Regions from separate parts of the Sus scrofa genome. Here region 2 is linked to region 1. The links are chromatin contacts, called in public HiChIP or PLAC-seq maps. All regions are on one chromosome and are shown on one strand. The core of a region is the stretch at or near the end of the contact, and the rest is flanking DNA. Distances in the headings are between cores, read along the strand shown.

Region 1 (3,424 bases), core at 667-3,166:
TTCTCATACTGAGTGAAGTCGGACAGAGAAAGATAAATACCATATGATTTTACTTACATGTGGAATCTAAAATATGACACAAATGAACTTATCTGAAGAACAGATAAAGAGAACAGATTTGTGGTTGCCAAAGGGGAGGGATGGACTGGGAGTTTGGGAATAGTGTATGCAAAGTATTATATATAAAATGGACAAACAGCAAGGTCCTACTGTATAGCTCAGGGAACTGTATTTATTCAATGACCTATAATAAACCATATGGAAAAGCATATGAAAAAGGATATACATATGTATGTGTATGTGTATATATATATCTGAATCACTTTGCTCTATAGCAGAAATTAAAGCAACATTGTAAATCAACTATATTTCAATAAAGTAAATTTTAAAACATGGGAAAAAAAGAATTGCCCATGTATACTCAACCCTCTTCTTCCCTTAGTTCACACCTTTACCTGATGTGTGTAAAGGTCCAGTTTTCCCACCAGAGGGTCAGTTTCTTTAAGGGCAGGGAGCCCTTGTATTTCTTTCCCCATAGTGGGTTTGAGTCCTGGGTTCCTTGTTTGTTCTTAACTCTGGGCTGCAGCATGGCCTTTCACCAGGACCCCCGCACTGCTCCCTAGAGCCCTTTCTTGGCACCCAGCAGTGGCAGGCTCAGCCCAGTTCAGAGCTGGTTGATGGAACTCAGAGAGCAGCCCTGGGGCCATCTTGCATTCTTTTGGGGGTCCTGTAGTTCCCTTAGAACCAAAAGTTCAGGCCTTTTTTTGTGATTGGGAAAGCTAAAAAACAAAAAATTTAGTAAATTTGCTCTCAAGGAAACTCACAAATTTCCCTCAAATTTACCATTTCATTAAAATATCCTATGAGTTGATGTCTTTTAAATGGTGTTACCTGTTCTAAATAGATTTATTCAGTGTAACTTTATTCATGGGCATTTGGGACATCTTTTCTTTAGATATTGCTTCTCTTCTTTGTGCTTGTGTATTTATCGCCTGTTAGTCAGTAGCACCCAGAGCCTGGGGTCATGTTCTCATGGAGTTTGGTGGAAGACTTGCTCTCTAGCATGGGGAGAAGAGTTATGGTTTGTATTCAGGTTTTCTATATGAATATTGGACAATTAGACTGCATTACATTTGCATTTTGCTGCCTTCTGCTTAGAAGAAGGAGGCCCCAGGAGATGGTACCATAACCATCTAAGAGTTGCCCATCCTTGACATTTGAAATTGCTTTTAAGACATCATGATGCTTGTGAAACACATGTATTCATTGTCCCAAGAAAGCATATCAGGATAGCAAAATGACTCTATTTGCTTAAATTAATTAGTAGTTAATTTCCTTTGGGTGAGACTGAGCAAAACATCTTAGTATGTAATTTAACACAAGGAACTGGGAATTTTCCCATTACAACAAAAACTTCTGATTTCACCACTTTCAATCCCTTTATGGATGCAATATGCCCCCTTTTACCAGATCCATACTATAAGTTTAGGTCTCTGGGAATTTTAATCACCTCATAGTGGATTATTATTTTAAAATGTCATATTGCTTTATGAAAATATATATGCAGTGTTTTCCTGAAAATACTGCCTTTGATAGTCATATTCAGCTCTTTCGGACCCTCATGGTCAGGTAGGAGTTTAGGGCTCAGGCAGTGAGCAGTCTCTACCCAGTGGGGCCAGTTACTCCCCAGGGGTCCTAGGCAAGGGGGAAATGACCACTAACAAACCAGCCCACAGGAGGACCCAGGTGATGGTCTGGGATTCAGGGTTGCTGAGGGTGGTTTTAATTTCATTGGTATTGCTAATATTTCAGAATCATGGCGGGGAGCCTTGCTTAGCTGAGGCCCAAGGATCTAAAAAGGATATCACTGCTGCTTTAGGGCAAGTCACTCTTGAGATCTGGAATCCCTAGGGCACAGCCACATGCTCAAATGATACAAGTCTGTTATATACCAGTCAGAAGAGTTTCTTGCGTTATTGGGGCCGTCAATTATGAGACAGAGCAATTCTTTGAGGTCATTATTTCTTTGTCATAAGGAAAAACAAAAAGAAGAAAGGATAGGAATTCTTCCTGAAAGCCCTGGATCCTGTGCTGACTACCATGGAGGATACAAAGAAGAGACACTGTGTCCGTTCAAACGTAAACTGTAATCTAACACTGTGGGCTAATACCATAGGAAAGCTGAAGATCATAATAGCTCTCAGCCCTGGGATGGCCCTGGACCAGTGCTGAATGGTGAGCTGTGCTGTAAGCAGCTGCTTACTAAAAATAAAGCCTCATGTTTGTCAAGTTGGACTTGAATTAGCCTGGATTCCAGGTCTGGATAGACTAATTCACCATCTCCAGCTGATGCTTCTTTATGCTCATTAGAGTTGGAGGTTGATGTGCCAGGAGGCAGCCAGGAATTGCATATGGTGCCCGCCTGTCTAATGGCCTGAGAGTATGTCCAGGCAGCAAAAGCCTCCACTGAGAACAGTGATTGTGGCTGGCTCATTTCACCAGAATTGAGAAGAAGTGAGGGGCAGATCATTGTTCTCTGGAGTGACTGGGCAAAGCTTGCTGGTGGAGCCAGGCTGGTGCCTTGAATGAAGGGTGCGGCTGAGTGCAGTGGAGGGCTCTGAGTGCCCTGAGTGGGAGGGCAGTGGGAGTGCAGGGGCCCTGGAGGGCTGGGAGGATAGTGTCCTGGCAGGGTTCAGGCTGACAGTATTAGAGGGGGTGAAATGGGGGTCCTGAACCCTGGACTTGAATGCCAGTTCAGGGAGCAGAACCCTGCTCACTGCTGCATCCTCAGTCCTGGCAGTGCCCACTCCCTATCTGTGGTAAGTGCGCAACAAGTATTTGCTGAGTGAACAGATTAATGAGTTGGACTGGACTGTATCCTGCAGGTGAGACAGGAAGGTTTGACAGGAAGCCTTAACAGGCAGGTGGTGTTTGTGGCAGGTACTCCGTGGGCTCTTCCCCTGACACACCCACACGTATCTGACCTGGGTCTCGTTCATCTGTTAAGTCAGCAGTCTGAGAAGTCAGTACCGGGGGCTAAGGCAAAACAGCAGCTTGATGTGACAGCACTTGCAGTGGTGTCAGCATACTCCGAACCTTCAGGTTGTTCCACTAGGCATGTGGGGGATGTTGGGGTTTGGTGAGGAAGGGGGAGGATCTTCTGGGTCACCTGGATGTGCCCATGAGGAACCATATCCTCTTTCTGTGTACAGCAGGCCTTGGCTGGCCCCTCCCTTGATGGACAGGATCCAGTGGGGTTTTGTCTCCTCTCTGGTTTGGCCTGGAGAATTGCAAACCCACAGAGCTCTCGGAACACTAAGTTTCCTGTGCCCTGTCTCCAGGCTCTTCTATTTCCAGTGGGGCTGTCTCCCTGTCTGATTTCCCAGCTAAGTCCCTTAGACACAACCCAGATAAAAATGGCAGC
Region 2 (3,102 bases), core at 491-2,990, 140 kb before region 1:
GATGCAGCTTGGATCCTGCACTGCTGTGGCTGTGGTGTAGGCCAGCAGCCACAGTTCCCATTTGACCTTTAGCCTGGGAACTTCCATATGCCACAAGTGCGGCCCTAAAAACCAAAATAAAGCAAGCAAGCAAGCAATATGGCAATCGATGATTCAGCAGATGCTTTTACAGAGTGCTAGGGAATCTTAGACGATGGAGGGGCTGATTCTTGAGAGGGAGTTTGGGAAGCCTTCAGAAAGAAGGGGATATTTAAAATAAATTTTAAGGGCTGAATAGTTAATCAGTATGTGCCAAAAGTTTCAAAGTGGAGGAAATAGTGTTTCAAGGGCACGAAGGTAAGAGAGTGCATGGCAGAATAGGGATGGCACAGGTAGAAGAGATAAGAGCATGAATTCAATGGCAAACTTCAAATATGTTCTCCTGACCACTGTGGCAGGGTGAAGGGAGCTGAGTAGTCAAGTGTATGTGGAAACCGTTGGGCCTCATAATCTCTTTTGTACATATACAATGCATGTGAGCACACAAAAGGCTTTAAGAAGTACTGCAGTAAGCCAACCTATTGAACTCTTTTATTTATTTATTTATTTATTTATTTATTTATTTATTGTCTTTTTACCTTTTCTAGCGCCACTCCCAAGGCATATGGAGTAGGGGTCTAATCGGAGTTGTAGCCGCTGGCCTACACCACAGCCACAGCAATGCCAGACCTGAGCCACATGTGGGACCTATACCACAGCTCACAGCAATACTGGATCCTTAACCCACTGAGCAAGGCCAGGGATCAAACCCGAAATCTCATGGTTCCCAGTCAGATTCGTTAACGCCTGAGCCATGACGGGAACTCCCTTACTGAACTCTTTTAAAACAAGTTTCCCGTTTTAATTGTGCACAGAATCCCTTTTCTTTTTCTTTTTAGGGCCGCACCCGCGGCACAAGAAGCTTCCCAGTCTAAGTGGTGAATCAGAACTGTAGCTGCCGGCCTACGCCACAGCCACAGCAATACCAGATCTGAGCCACGTCTGAGACCTACACCACAGCTCACGGCAACGCCAGATCCTTAACCCACTGAGTGAGGCCAGGGATCAAACCCGCATTCTCATGGATGCTAGTTGGGTTCTTAAACCGCTGAGCCACAACAGAAACTCCCAGAATCCCTTTTTTTTAAGTTCAAAATAACATTTTAACTTTTCACTTTAAGAATTTCTGTTTTTCCTAGCTTTCATTTTTCTGTTGAGATTCCCTATCTGTTGTTCACTCACCAAAATTATATTTCCTCTTATCCTTTGAACAGAAGTTTAACAGCTACTTTAGACTTTTTTTTTGCTAAATTCTAAATTTAAAATTTTTTGCTAATTCTAAAATCTGACCCATCTTAGAGGTGGTTAAATTAACCGCCTTCCTAAAAAAAAATTACTATCATATTATAATCATATTATCCTGTTTGTTTTCATGTCTAACATCTTTCGATTCTCAGTCATTGTGATAGATCCTATTAGCTTTTGCTGTCTTTCTCTGAAGAGTGTTGATTCTTGTTTTAGCAGGCTTCATTAATGAACAGTCACTGCAAGCTCACACAGGCTTAGTTTTATATTTGTTTAGTGCTGATACATGGAAAGTTCAAGATGTTTCCCAAGCCATTCGAACTTGGCAGGACTCAGCCTCCCAACTCTCTTTGTACCATGTGAACTTTGTTGGGACTTGGCTTTAGACTTTGTTACAGTGACTTGAGAGCAGATGCTCCTCTAGGGCTTGGTCCTTACTCCTAAGGGGCAGGCTTTCCAGTGTCTTAGCTGGATGCCAAGGATGCTAATGAGGTGTAAACAAGAACTCTTCACTCTGGCAGGCCTGGGCTCCAATGTCCTCAAGCCCTGTTTGTCTCTGCTCTCTCTGCTCCACTCAAAATCTTAGCAGTTCCTGTCTGGTCTTTCTCTGCACACAGACAGCCCACCCATCATCAATGGATTCCTGAGGACTCCCCATAGGGACTTCTAGGGTCCCCTCTTTTCCTAGGTTCCTCCTTGGCTATATCTTACCCCACAGATCCAACCCGCTTTAGCTGCCCCAGACTGTTATTTCTACCTCCTCAGCTCAGACTGACCACAGGGTTCTGCTTGGACTCCAGCTCCCTGCTGTCAGTTGGCAAACTTTCTCAAGGCAGAGATTTGGGCAATCAAAAAGCTCGGTTTGGGAGTTCTTGCTGTGGCACAGTGGGTTAAGGACCCAGCATTGCTGCAGCTGTGGCATAGGTCACAGCTCTGGCTTAGATTTGATCCCTGGCCTGGGAACTTCCATAGGCCATGTGGGTGGTCAAAAAAGAAAAAAAAAAAAAAAAAAAAAAAAGCCTCACTTTATAAGTTTGCTTTCTTTCAGGGATTACAGTCTTGTACTATCTGTTGTCTACGGCCTAAAAAACAGTCACCTTTGGATTTTGTTCAGTTTTAGAGTTGTTTATGGAGGGAGGGTTATTGTGGTACCATTTACCCAATCATGGTAAGAAATGAAAATGCAATGTAACATTAAAGAGCACATGAAACTAGTAACACAGAAAATATACTTTGAGAAATACTAAGTTTATGTTGAATTTTAGCCCCATTTTTGATAATAAAACTCTTATAGTCCAGAAGCTTGCTTTATCCCTCCATTTGGTGTCTTTAAACTTAATATGTCTTTATATGTCTTAATATGTCTTAATATGTCTTTAAACTTAATATGTCTGAAACAAGTCTTCATTGCTAAGACTTTTTTCCAAACCTGCTCTTGCCCTAGTATTCCCCGCATCTTAGCCAGTGGCAGCTTCACTCATTTAATTCCCCAGACCAAAATCCTTGGTCTTATCCTGGTGTTATCCTTGACTACTTCCTTCCTCTCAAGCTCCATGTGCAGTATGTTTGCAAACCCTGTTGCTCTGTCTTCAAAGTGCATGTAGACCCTGACCGCTTCTTACCACTTAGATCCAGTGACCCTCATCCTCACCTGAACAATGGCAAGAGCTCGCCAAATGGTCTCTCCTTGCTTGGCCTCTTCAGTCCATTTTTCATGCAGCAACCAAAGCGACCCTCATAAAAGGTCATTCATGTCATGCCCTTGCTCAAATCCCTCTC

The links. HiChIP or PLAC-seq counts read pairs in DNA pulled down with a chosen protein or histone mark.
Region 2: a contact with region 1 is called in an H3K27ac HiChIP or PLAC-seq map of skeletal muscle. The contact joins two enhancer-like sites. A contact is called at or near these places in 1 of 47 Hi-C or Micro-C datasets (psoas muscle) and 1 of 2 datasets of contacts at active chromatin or transcription factors (skeletal muscle).

Annotation. Positions count from the first base shown.
Region 1 is chr3:56,110,488-56,113,911 of Sscrofa11.1, reverse strand. All of the region lies in intron 7 of VWA3B (von Willebrand factor A domain-containing protein 3B), which reads left to right. Among named protein-coding and RNA genes, the nearest start is that of VWA3B, 61 kb to the left of the region's middle. Within about 2 kb of position 1,916, at least 3 of the 83 cell types and tissues checked have an H3K27ac peak or open chromatin away from gene starts, as enhancers often do. A contact at or near this core is called in skeletal muscle, where this site is marked.
Region 2 is chr3:56,250,164-56,253,265 of Sscrofa11.1, reverse strand. No RefSeq gene overlaps it. Among named protein-coding and RNA genes, the nearest start is that of TMEM131, 25 kb to the left of the region's middle. Within about 2 kb of position 1,740, at least 4 of the 83 cell types and tissues checked have an H3K27ac peak or open chromatin away from gene starts, as enhancers often do. A contact at or near this core is called in skeletal muscle, where this site is marked.